Regions from separate parts of the Mus musculus genome. Here all the other regions are linked to region 2. Evidence: chromatin contacts called from public Hi-C and HiChIP or PLAC-seq data. All regions are on one chromosome and are shown on one strand. The core of a region is the stretch at or near the end of the contact, and the rest is flanking DNA. Distances in the headings are between cores, read along the strand shown.

Region 1 (4,444 bases), core at 431-2,930, 130 kb after region 2:
TCAACAATAATATTGGGAGTTTAAGATATAGTTTTGGCATTTGAATACTGGCATTTTGCCTCACTTCACTAAAATCAGTTCAAAGTCAGTTGAAGGATCAAAATTTTAAGAAGAAGAAGAAGAGGAGGAGAAGGCAGAGAAAGAAGAGGAAGAGGAAGAAGAGGAAGAGGAGGAAGAGGAGGAGGAAGAGAGGGAGGAGGAGGAAGAAAGGTACCATACTAGAAGAATATAGTGAATATTTACATAATACCAAAATCAGAAATGACTTTATTATACATTGTATTATGACAGAAACTGCAAAAGTGATTTTTGTTTTACAGTAGGAAAAAAATGGAGGCACAAGGAAGCTAAATAACATACCCAGAGTCAAATGGAGTCACACAGTTTTAAGAGAAAGCAGGAGATTTGGGTTCATGTTAGTTGACTCCAGACTGGTGACCTTATTATTGTAACCTTGGGTTTCATATGGCAAAGCAAAGAAAGATGAAAAGGAAGAGCAAAATTGAACACCCAGAACCTAGAGCCTAAAGCATGCTCAGTTCTAAAACATGTGCAAACACAGTTACACTCATGCTGCAAGACAAGCATGAATGCAGACACCATTTTCACCCATTATTTAACAGATTTAATAATGCTGAGTGCCCAGGAACGGAAACAGGGATGGAAACGAGGTCTTCTCTTCACTGCAGTGAAAAAACTGGAACCACCTTCAGGAAGATCAAGGTAGCCAAACAGCAAAGCTTACCAAAAGCTGTAAAAGGTAAGGGTTCTTTAATGCCACAGTTCCCCTTTAGACTTTCCCTCTGAAGTGTCAAATGAGAGAAAACTGTGGCTGTGTTCAGTGTAGCATTACGTATGAAGGAAAATGCAGAAATGACTTGTGAATATAAAATTGAGCTGATGCAATATGTAGATCTCAGTGTAAAACTATTGGGCATACTCTGACATGGATTATTCTGGAACTATGACAACACGTTGCCAAATTTTAAAATGAGTAGGGCAGGCAGTGAGCACAGCGGTGTAGCTCTTTTGGAATATAACGTATTTAGAAAGATCAGATACAGGCATAGACAGAGGGCTGCAAACAGATACGCCAGTGCAGCAATAGTGGTGACTTCAGAGTAGTAGTTTATGAATGAGTTCTCCTTTGTGCTTTTTGGTGTTTTCCCAATTTTCTCTACTGAACAAGTTTTGTAGATAAGGAGGCTAGCATTCATTCTAAAGAAAAGGAAACAAGAAATCCAGAGCAATCTCTCCAGCCAAGAACAATTAAGAATTCAATGTCAGATTATAACAAACGATGGTGGGTGTAAAAAGGAGGGACCATTTCTTCAGTAACAAGGGACAACATGGCTCACTCAGGCCTTCTCTGGTGGGAGTTTGGCCTCCTTAGGTGATTGGCAAAAGTGCCAAAGGAGTTTTGAAAGAGATCAGGAAGGGAGGACAAGAATGAAGTTCTACACTTATCACCTGGTTATATTGCCCTGATTAAGGCTTGTAAACACATGGCAAATGCAGAGAATCGATTTGAAGCTGGTGGCATTCATAACTGTCAGATCAGTACTGACTCACAGATGCCATAGGCAAGAAGGAACAGGAAGAGGGTGTTGCTATCCTGCTAGAGATAATCAGTTCTGTTTCAAACATAGGTCTGGAGATAACAGCCATGTAAGCTACATGAAGCTCTTATGCAGTGTCACATGCTCCTTCAGTTTCAAGTGGTCACTCATATTATCTTGTGGGGTTAGAGATGGAGAGGTTCCTCCTTTTGTCTACAGAAACCCTATCAGATTTTGCATCAAAATTCCTGTGGCTGGATTGGCAGAACTTCACAGAATGCACTAGAATGGATTATTCTACTTTGGAGTATTAAAGAAAATAAAGTTGTACTTCCTGATTCAATGCCAACATTCCTACATCTTATTGAATTTACATTGTTAATTAATCTTGACTCATGTTATAAATACTAATGACCAGAGCTGGAGGCTGAGAGGTTGGAAATAGGAGAGGAAATATTTCAACAATGACAAAAGACCATCACTTTCAGTTTCTATGATGTTAGAATAATTGATTATTCAGCTATAAATTTCAACATTAATGGAGAATGGGTTTGGTGTCATAGGGAGAAAGAAATCAGGAAGAAGCTTTGAAGTTACTCAAAGGAGTAGAAGAAAGTACTGTAGCACACAGGTGGGGCCTCCTCATTGAGGAAGCCTGGGAAGATATCAGTTATGTGTAGTGGTTGGGTCTCTTTTCCTGTCTGTAATAAGATAGAAGAGGAAATTATTTCAAGAAAGTGAAGCAAGGACCTTCTGTCTTCAGAAGAATTTAACACTCAGGTTTTCAGAAGAAGGCCATAGTGCCTTCACTCTACCCTCACTGCTACCTGGAATGGCTGAGGGAAGCTCCCAGTGGTAAAGACGTGTGTGTCCCATTAGTTGGGACCTTTTGGTCTGTATTTCTATAAATAGTGGAAGAAAACTTAGATTCTTAGCTTTTGCCTCTCTATGTGAACTTCCATCTCATGGACACATTTTATTATTATTATTATTATTATTATTATTATTATTATTAGAGATACTTTACAACTAACTTGGGAAGCAAGGAATCTACTTTGGTAAGGAATAGCTAACTGTTTCTATAGCAGAAAAACACTTTGTTTTTCCAAATATATATTTACTTATCCCTAATGATATATGCACACCTACTGTGCAAATCTGCCTCTAAAGCAGCTGGTGGTCCTCAGCACAAGCTCTCAGGAACAAAAGAAAGAATCCAGGAAGGGGTAAATAATTTGTAATTTAAAAATATAAACATGGGCATTATATAGAGAAATATGAGCTGGGCATGGGAGCTTATGTGTGTAATCCTAGGAACCGGGAGCCTGAAACAAGAGGGTCACAGTGAATTCAGATCAGCCTGAGCCACATAGTGAGTTCCTAGTTATAGAGTCAGATCCTGACCCCCAAAGCAAAACAAAACAAACAGAATAGGAACCAAAAGATATAAGCAATTCAAATTTATAATAAGCAGTGCTACTTAAGCAATGACAAGCAGGAGACCTAGAACTGGACAGAATTCCTGTGGATCCCCATACTTCTAAGGAACTAATACCAATAGTCCTGCAGCTACTTCACCAACTAGAATGAAAGGAACATACCAAACTCATTCCTTGAGTATTACGTCAAGGCAAAACCAGACAAGGACCAATTTTCCGATGAACATAGATGCAAGAAAAGGGAGAGATTTATGCATGTGTGTGCTAAATCTCTGGACCGGACAATGCAGTGCTTTTAAAGCTTTGAGGCAAAGACAAATTATGAAAACTCAGAATGATGTTAGACAAAGAAATTGGGGAAAAAGGTAAGAAATATCAAAGGGCTAAAAATTCACATGTTTTGATCTTGTGTCCTGGGTCCCTCAGAGACCAGTCTGCACACGTGAGAGTACAGACTACAGAAGGGACGACACAGCTTCTGGGACAGACCCCGTTTAGGGATCCAGACATCTGGGCACCGTCCCCACCAGAGGAGAAGGGGCCACCTGGGAGGGCTCTGACTGCCTGAGCAGGTGAGGGAGCCATCTGGTGTCCCTGGTCCCTCGGAGATCAGTCTGTGCAGGTGAGCGCGCAGACTACAGAGGCAACACATCTTCTGGGACAGTCCCTGTTTCCAGACTTATATCTTCATCCAGGAGGCAGATCTGAGCGCCAGACCTTGGTGGACCTCGTCTGCAGAGTACTCTGACCACTGAGACTCAGGAGAGAGCTTGACTCCCAGGACTGCTGACAGGCTAACACAATCACAGGAGGAACAAGCTCCAGCCGGAGACAACTATAACAACTAACACCAGAGATTACTAGATGGCGAAAGGCAAACGTAAGAATCTTACTAACAGAAACGAAGATGGCTCACCATCATCAGTACCCAGCACTCCCACCTCAGCCAGTCCTGGATACCCCAACACACCCGAAAAGCAAGACTCAGATTTAAAATCATATCTCATGATGCTGGTAGAGGACTTTAAGAAGGTCATTAATAACTCACTTAAAGAAATACAGGAGAACACTGCTAAACAGGTAGAAGTCATTAAAGAGGAAACACAAAATTCCCTTAAAGAATTACAGGAAAACACAACCAAACCAGTGAAGGGATTGAACAAAACCATCCAAGACCTAAAAAGGGAAGTAGAAACAATAAAGAAAGCCCAAAGTGAGACAACTCTAGAGATAGATGCCCTAGGAAAGAAATCAGGAACCATAGATGCGAGCATCAGCAACAGAATACAAGAGATGGAAGAGAGAATCTCAGGTGCAGAATATTCCATAGGGAACATGGGCACAACAATCAAAGAAAATGCAAAATGCAAACAGATCTTAACTCAAAACATCCAGGAAGTCCAGGACACAATGAGAAGACCAAACCTACGGATAATAGGCATAGAT
Region 2 (4,409 bases), core at 1,368-3,867:
TATAGTCTTTCAACTCTTCTTCTGCAGTACTCCTCATGTATAGGTTGCATTGTTGATATATATCATTTGGGGCTGGCCACTCCTTTGCCCCTTATCCTCTGTGTTTGACCATTTGTGGATTTCTGTAGTAGTGTCTGTGCTGATAATAGAAGCTTCTCTGATGAGGAGCAACAGGTGCACTTGTCTTGTCAGTATAAGCATCAGTATTCAAGATGAAGCCAGAAACAATATTGATTTAGGAAAGTAACAGTAGTAGGTTCTCCTCTAGGGACTACAGCCTCCCCAGCCACAAGTAGCTGGCTAGTACCAGGCATCAATTCTCTCCAGTCCAGCTGGCTATAAGTCCAATTAGATGGCTGTTGAGAGATACTCTTGTTTGAGATAGGGTTTCTCTGTGTAGTCCCAGCTGTCCTGTCCTAGAACTAGTTCTTTAGACCAGTCTGGCCTTGAACTCATAGAGCTCCATTTGCTCTGCCTCCCACGTGTTGGGGCTAAAGGCATTTGGCCAAAGGCATTTGGTCTTTAATTCTCTATGAAGCTAAGGAAGACCTTGAGTTCTGGATTCTCCTGTTTATAATTTGAGAGTGTTGGAATTAAAGGTGTGAGCCACTAGATCTTATAGTATGGTGCTGAGGATCAAACCCAGGATTTTCTATAAGCTATGCAGGCATTTTGCCCACTGAGCTTACCCACAGTCTCGGCGGACTTATTGTTTCAGGTTTGGACCCAGTGTACTTCCCAAGTGGTTTCTGAGGTTCTGCTTTGTGTTTCCCCTTACAGTAGAGCTTAGGAGGTTGGCTTACCCTTTTTTCACATGGTTCATGTGTTGGGCCCTGGCATCCACTCGTAGACTCTTTGTATTCCCCAGTGTATCTCCCAGAGTGCATTCTGTTTGTTGTTTATATGCTGTTTTGTCTTTTGCACTAAATCTCTAGCCTTTTTCACCCCACCTCCCTGCTATGTTGCATCTTATGACTTGTGCCTTCATCCTACTTAAACCTAATGGATATTTGTGGACTTGATAGCAGATCTGGGTATGTAAGGATCCATCCAAAGTCCCAACAGTGTGAAGGGTAGCTTTTGTTTTCTGGGTCTTAGAAGAAGTTTTGGGTGGAGGACTTCAGGGAATGTCTTTTAAAGCACCTGAGGTGGGGTGAGTCAGCTACAGATAGGTGCCACAGCCTCTCCCCCCATACTCTACCAGTTGGGGCAAAGATTGTCTTACAAGCAGCAGAACTGCTCAGGATGAGGCCAATTAGGAATTTTAAACCAACAATCCCCTTGTTCTCCCCACTCCCTGGTTTTCCTGCCCAGTTGTGCTTACTCATTACTAACGATCTCCTTTCAAGGCCTGAACTTGGGGCTGGATGTCATCACACTAAGACGTTGTCTCTGGGGAATCTCCACTCAGTGCTAAAACCTGGGTCTTGGGAAGGGAAGACAATGCCCTTCCCGTTTCCTCAGTGGCGGCTCTGGTTGAGGCAGGGTTTACATAGTGGAGGAAGCTGAGCCCCAGATTCCTCCCCAACTCCCTCTGGACAAGGGTTGGCTTTAGTGACAGAAGGAGAGAGCCAGGGAGCTGGGATGGAGTGGGACACTGTAGCTAGGGGTAGTGGGATGTTCTAGGCCTGAAGGGACACAGTAGGCCCTGAATCAAGTGGGACTGACTACAGCTGACTCTGTTTTTCCTGGGGCATGGACAAGGGGGGAGAGTTCACTTGTAACTATTAAGAAGAGAATCTAGAGACTGTGGAAGTTCTTCCTAAATGTGCTTCTCCCTGAAGTGGCCTTCCACATCTCAGTGCTGAGAGTAGAGTCACCTCAGTTTTCACTGTTGGAGAATGTCTTTGAGGGAATTTTAATCTCTCACTGCAATGATCTCAACTAATTCTCTCTCTCTCTCTCTCTCTCTCTCTCTCTCTCTCTCTCTCTCTCTGGATTACACAGCACAAACTCCTCCAGTGGTTGGAGCCTCAGTGGAGCCTAACTGAATCTACTTCCCAGCTTGAGGGGAAAAGTGTAATGATTTGTAAATAGTTGCTTGAATTGTGATACAGTCACCACCATCTTCTGTAGCAGTAACTATTCCCTTCCACCTCAACATGAAACTCATTTAGACTATATTTCTTACATTTCTTGATACAACAAACACAATAATAACCTTCCAGCATGTGGATTCCAGACTGAAGTATCTGGAACTGGCCCATTACAGAATCAGCTGATTCTGGTCCACAGCTCATCAGGGATCCTCACAGCTGCATACCACCATGTACTCTTTGAAGAAAATGTCTGGATTCCAGGCAAGTGAGGGAGGACCTCAAAGAAAAATTGGTCAGGCATAGTGTTGAACTCCAGACAGTCTGACTCAACAGCTGGTGCTGTCTCCCCAGTGCTCTACTATCCATTCCCAGACTCCCCATTCTCAGGCTTTGTCTGGTTTTACCAATATAATAGGCCTTCTGTTTATTAACTCATGAAGAAGCAAAATAATGAGACATGTTGTGACTGTTGGGTGACGATGGGCCTGGAGTTCTTATCAGCTCCCTCTCCACCCACAGGCTCAGCTCTCCAGAACCCACACTCAGTGCTTTGCTCTGTCCACCCACTCAGCCCATTGTGGCCTAAGCTTGCAGACCCAGTGGCTGAAGTCTTCAGATGATTTCCTGTTTCCTGTCAGTGTCTGCACAGAACTCAAGACTCTGGTTTCTCTGTGTTTCATTTCTACACCATGACCCAACTAAACCTGATTCTTCTGGGATCCATTCCAAAGCAGCCTTCCATGCGTCATTCAGGCATCCTTTCTGACCTTCCCTCTGCTTTCTGTGTATCAGCTGACAAACCAGGCATCTCCTGCCTTAGGATTTCAGCCCTGGCTAGTCTGACCTCCTTCGGCTATTGCCTGATGTCTTTTTTATACTGCTTATAATCTTCTCACTTGTTTTTTGTTACTGTTGTTCTTGAGACAGAATCATGTATGTCACCCAGACTGGCCTAGAGCTCAAAACTCTCCTGCCTCCACCTCCTGAATGCTGAGATTACAGTCTGACTTAATATGTAATATATTTATTTATTATGCTCATTTTATTACTTGTCTCACTCTCAAGAACACAACCTCCAATATTACAAGAATATTTTTTCTGTTGTAGTCATTAAGTATCCCAAAAGTCTAGGGAAGTTTTTAGGAAGAGAGTGGGTACATTTCAGATTTTTATCAAATGAATGAATGAACACTACACAAAACCCACGAATTTAAATCCTCATGAGACATAACCATCCCAGGATTCCCACCAGTATTACACTTCTCTATCCTGCTGACCCTTTCCAGACATTCAAAGTCATCTCTGCCTCTCAAATACCCAGTTGACCACTCCAGACCAATACTGATAACCTGTAAGCCAAGAACTACATACCCACTGAGAAGACAAGACAACCCCCCTGAGTCCTAGATACTGGCACATGTGGTCATGACCCTCTTGACTCACAGTCATAGACTGCCCTCAATTTTCAATCACTGAACTGCATTTTGAATGTACTTTTCTGGTTGTTTCTGTTTCTCACGTTGATGCCTAGTTTTCAAACTGCTTGAATTTGATTCTTGGCTCCATCACAAGCTTCTTACTGTCTCTGAACCTCATGTTCCTCCTCTAGTAAGTGAAGATTATACATAGATCATAATCCTGTGGTGAAGTTGACAGCTGATAAATACAGTATATGGAATAGTGAAAGGCCCAGCAAATTGTCAACCATCATTATTAGCACTTTATATTCATAACCAATATTAAACACATTGCCTTTTTATTCTCAGTGTCTCATTAGTGGGTTTAGCCTGTGACATTGCAATATGCTATTGTCATCTACAAAGTTCACATTTGAAAACAATCAATTATCAAAAAAAAAAAAGTGAAAAAATTCCAGACAATGGTGATACACACTTTTAGTTCCAGCACTTGGGAGGCAGGTGGATCTCTGAGTTTAAGGCCTGGTCTACAGAGTGAGTTCCAGGGCAATCAGGGCTACACAAAGAAGCCCTGTCTCAGGGCTGAAGAGATGGCTCAGCAGTCAAGAGCACCCACCATCTGCTCTTTCAGAGGTCTTGAGTTCAACTGATCTGATGTCCTCTTCTGGCACACAGTGTACATACAGATAGAGCACTCATACATGAAATAAATAAATTAAAAAAGAAAAGAAAAGAAAAAGGGAAAGTTAGAAAAAGAAACCCTGTTTCAACCCTACCCTTCAAAGCGGAGGAAAATCCTTACACTTTAAGGTTGTGAACTTTGTGTTGGGCCGATGACTTAGCTATCCTGGGGTACATGCAACCCACAGACTGTGGATTGTACACACCAGGTAGGAATTTACTTAGGCAGAGTTTGTTGCATAGACAAATGTGTGGAGAGTCATCTTGCTGT
Region 3 (4,264 bases), core at 1,370-3,869, 150 kb after region 2:
AGAACTTTTTTTTTTTTTTTAGAAAAGAAGATTCAACTCACAACACAGGATATACTTTCCCATTTACATGAAAGAGAATAGATGGCTTTCATGCGATGTGGAAAAAAAGATGAAGGCGGGAGCTCTCCTAGTTCCCACTGGACCCTTATGTGGTGGATGGTTTCTTTTTAAAAATCCATAAAATGAATAGTTTGTGAAGGACTAATATTAACGACCCAGTGTAAAGCAGTGACCTCAGTCAGTGTAGTAGCACACACCTACAACACACCTACAACATACCTACAACACACCTACAACACACCTACAACACACCTACAACACACCTACAACACACCTACAACACACCTACAAGTTGTGGTTACTTGAGAGGGTTAGGGGAGAGGGTCATTCAAGCAAAGGAGCTCAAGATTAGCTGGGGTAACAGAATGAGACTCCGTCTCAGAAAGTACATGTATGAAATCATATTTAAGAGAGAGAATACACCATAGGTTCATGTGCCCCTTACCCAGACTATCGCCGATTTTAGTTTGCCAGTGGTATAACCAAGTTACAACCAGTCATATGACGTGTGTGGAAAGGACAGAACTCTATAATCGACTTTGTATCCTATAAAATACGTGTCTCAAGATGGGCATGGTGACGTGCTCCTGTAAGCCCAGTAATCAAAGCTGAGGCAGAACTATCAAACATTTGAGGCCAGTCTTTGCTACGTAATGAACTCAAGAGCAGCTTGGCTATGTAGTGAAGCCCTGTGAACAAAATAGTCATTATCACAACAAACAAACAAAAAACAAACAAAAATAAATAAAATTACTTCTTTTACTTAAGCCACTCTGCTTCTGCATAGAGAAACAACCTACAACTTAACTATTAATTCAAAAGAAGAGAAGCACTAAGAAAGGGAGCAGGCAAGACCTTGGCTCTGATGTTGGTATAATCAGGCTCACCACATCTTCCTGTGCCCCTCCTTACCTCACACCTTCCCCTCTAGCTTATAATAGGACTCCCAGGATCACTGAAATCCTGAATGCATGTCTGATTCACATCCCACACAGCCAAAGCTTCTTCAAATCTGGTCTGGTGAAGCCTTCTTTCTTTTTCAAATATTTGTAGCAAGGAAATAAGAATATGATGAATCTACCCAAACTGACTAGGTTCAACTTCTAGTTCTCCTACTGACTGCCAAATTAACTCACCCTCTCTGAACCCTAACTTCCTCACTTAGAAAATGAGGATAAAAATGCCAATTGCTTTCTAAGCTGTATGGAGAGTGATCTGATACTTGTAATTGCCAACTGAGACCCCACCCTAGACCAGAGATGGTTCCTGATCAGGTGGCTACAGAAGGCATCAAACTACAGTTTCTTGCCCCCATGGAGCTTTAGTCTAGTGAGAAAGGCAGATTCTATTTTCTGAAAACAAACAAACGAACAAGTCAGGAGTGGTAGTGCACACCTGTAATCTCATTCCTGGTAAATGGAGGCAAGAGGATTGTGAAACTGAATTCAAGGTCATCCTGGACTGCAGAATGAGAACTTTTCAATAAAATAAAGTGAAAATAGATAAGTAAGTACAAACAAAAATTTACAGCTTGCAAATAATTATATGTTGTGAGACATCCATAGAAGATAAATACATATAAAATAAAGTTTATACTAGGGGAAGCATTTTATTTTTATTTTTTCAACAAATTCTCATAGCAAAGATAGAAACTCAATGATTTTGAAAGGCAATCCATCAGTAAAAGCTCCCCCTTGACTAATGCTGATTTGAGAGTATGTTATTGTATCTCAGAAGAAATTGTCCCCTTTAAAATCCATAGCAAGCAGCTATCTGATTTGCATCCTACACAGCCAAGCCTTTTTAAAATCTGGTCCTGTGAGACCTTCATTCTTTTTCAAACATCTGTGGCAGGGAAATGAGTGTAATGATCTATACACCTAAACTGACTAGGTTCAACTTCTTGTTTCCTTCTTCCATGGAACAAGTCATAGGTTATCTTAGTAAGCAGATGGCAGATTCTAGTGTGCCCATTCTTTGGAGAAAAAGAAGCGCTGTCATATTACTTCTTACCCTAAACTAAAGCAGGGTGCCACATACCTTCCACAGCAATCAGAGCACGTTTAGCATTCACTACACAAGGAAGAGCACTGCACACCTTGGATAGTTCCTACTGTCACAGTGGTTCTTGGGGATACTCCCAGCTGCCCCAGGGAAGACCTCAGAGCCCTCAGTCAGTCTCAGCCTTTGGACAATAGTTTGTGTGACTCGATTATCTAAAGCACACTTGCCAAACTACTCTGTACCACAGACCCCAGCCAATTACTTATCCCAGACTCTGTGTAACATAGGTTGTAACTTAAAAACTTTTAATCCCTAATGTATAATAGTGTGAAATGTGAGTTAAGGTCCCCAAGACCACCAATCTACTACTACTATCCTCACAGATCCAATGGACTATAAATGGCTAGAGGCTTTCAGTTTCTTTGAGTTATTCAGGAGTCAAGACTCAATGAAAACTATGGGGGTCTGTAGTCTCCAATCAGAATCTGGCCCTGGTCTTTATGGTCAGAGGATTTCCCCAGAAGCTCAGTAAAAGAGAGAGAGGAAGTGAGTAAAGCCCTTCCCTTCCTTAGAGTCATGAGATCTCTGCTATTTCCTATCTGAGATGCTCAGATTAGAAATGTCCAGGAGAATGGACAAGATAGAAGGTGGAAGTTACCTTATATTAAAGAGAACATAAAATATACATCATCAGTCTGAGCGCAGATCCTTGTACATGTGTGAAAAACTGATGCAGTGTGCTGGGCAAGGTAAGGTGGGTTAGGGAGCTCTACAGAGCCCAAGACACATTTCACTCAGTCGTTAATTTTTACTGAGGAGCTGCCATTTGCCAGGCAGTATGCTAGACTATAAGCCAACAACAGTATGCAAAATCAGACCTGTTATCTGCTCTTAATGGAGTATTTACACAGGTGAGTGGGTCAGTTATTGGCTAATAAGCATACATACAAGGAGGCACTCTGGGAGTACCTGTAACTGGACCCTAAAAACTAGAAGCAACTGGGGAAGGTGAACTGACAAAAGAGAGATCTAACCTGTTTGGAAAGATAAAGAGGTGGGACATGGGAAAATCTACTTTGTAACATTTCTAGAACTCTTAGCTTACCTTTGGGGTGAGGTTTGTTACTGGAGATTACTCTATATGAGGTAGAGAAACATTAGCACTTTTAAGTAGGAAATGTTGAAACATTACATTTTTTTGCATTTACTTAGAGAGAGAGAGAAGGGGGAGGGAGTGAGAGAGGGAGGGAGGGAATGAGAGAGGGAGGGGAGGGAGAGAAAGAGAGAGAGAGAGAAGGAGGAGAGAGAGAGAGAGTCATAGGACAACTTGCTGAGGTCATTGCTCTCCTCCACCATGTGGGTTTGCTGGGTAGTGAGTGCCTCAAACCCATCGAGCCATCTCCCCAACCCTGTGAAAACACCTAAACAGGCATCTCAAGTGGTCTCACTTCCCATTTATTTTATTTCTACACAAATGAAAATGGTCTGCTGTTAAAAACCAATGCTTTCTTCTATTTTGTTGATTAAAAACACAACATCAGATTAATTTTTGCATAGCATATATCAGAAACAATTATTAAAGGGAAGGGCTTTGAGGGTTTTTTTTTTCCTGGTCAAAAGACACTTGTATCTTTATTCTATTCTTTTTTTTTAATTGGGTATTTTCTTTATTTACATTTCAAATGTTATCCCCTTTCCTGTTTTCCCTCCTTCCTGGAAACAGCCTATCACATCCTCCCTCCCCCTGCTTCTATGAGGGTGTTCCTCCACACACCCACCAACTCCCACCTCCCTTCCCTTGATTCCCCTAAACTGGGGCATCTATAGAGCCTTTATAGGACCTCTCCTCCCATTGATGCCTGACAAGGCCATCGTCTGCTACATATGCAGCTGGAGCCATGTGTACTCCTTTGTTGATGACTTGGTCCCTGGGAGTTCTGGGGGTTCTGGTTGGTTGATATTGTTGTTCTTCCTATGGGGTTACAAACCCCTTCAACTCCTTCAGTCCTTTCTTTAACTCCTCTATTGGGGACCTGGTGCTCAGTCCAATGATTGGCTGTGAGCATCCACCTCTGTATTTGTAAGGCTCTGACCGGGCCTTTTGGGAGACAGTCATATCAGGCTCCTTTCAGCATGTACTTAGCATCCACAAAGTGTCTGGGTTTGATAACTGTATATGGAATGAATCAGATTCTTCCAC

The links. A called contact is a pair of places that touch in the nucleus more often than the background predicts. HiChIP or PLAC-seq counts read pairs in DNA pulled down with a chosen protein or histone mark.
Region 1: a Hi-C map of the HPC-7 cell line shows a contact between it and region 2, with 3 times the contacts expected there. The contact joins two enhancer-like sites. A contact is called at or near these places in 4 of 484 Hi-C or Micro-C datasets (the HPC-7 cell line, bone marrow-derived macrophages, embryonic stem cells and 1 more) and 4 of 115 datasets of contacts at active chromatin or transcription factors (the 230-238 cell line, the HPC-7 cell line and large pre-B cells).
Region 3: a contact with region 2 is called in an H3K27ac HiChIP or PLAC-seq map of microglia, with 5 times the contacts expected there. The contact joins two enhancer-like sites. A contact is called at or near these places in 3 of 39 promoter capture datasets (embryonic stem cells, liver and maxillary cranial neural crest), 1 of 15 datasets of contacts at CTCF or cohesin (the NIH/3T3 cell line), 7 of 484 Hi-C or Micro-C datasets (ECoMG myeloid progenitors, LSK cells, embryonic stem cells and 4 more) and 6 of 115 datasets of contacts at active chromatin or transcription factors (the 230-238 cell line, CD8 T cells, the HPC-7 cell line and 3 more).

Annotation. Positions count from the first base shown.
Region 1 is chr5:29,972,096-29,976,539 of GRCm38.p6, forward strand. No RefSeq gene overlaps it. Among named protein-coding and RNA genes, the nearest start is that of Il6, 39 kb to the right of the region's middle. Within about 2 kb of position 1,681, at least 18 of the 459 cell types and tissues checked have an H3K27ac peak or open chromatin away from gene starts, as enhancers often do. A contact at or near this core is called in the HPC-7 cell line, where this site is marked.
Region 2 is chr5:29,840,259-29,844,667 of GRCm38.p6, forward strand. No RefSeq gene overlaps it. Among named protein-coding and RNA genes, the nearest start is that of Gm5129, 110 kb to the left of the region's middle. Within about 2 kb of position 2,618, at least 72 of the 459 cell types and tissues checked have an H3K27ac peak or open chromatin away from gene starts, as enhancers often do. A contact at or near this core is called in the HPC-7 cell line and microglia, where this site is marked.
Region 3 is chr5:29,991,167-29,995,430 of GRCm38.p6, forward strand. No RefSeq gene overlaps it. Among named protein-coding and RNA genes, the nearest start is that of Il6, 20 kb to the right of the region's middle. Within about 2 kb of position 2,620, at least 6 of the 459 cell types and tissues checked have an H3K27ac peak or open chromatin away from gene starts, as enhancers often do. A contact at or near this core is called in microglia, where this site is marked.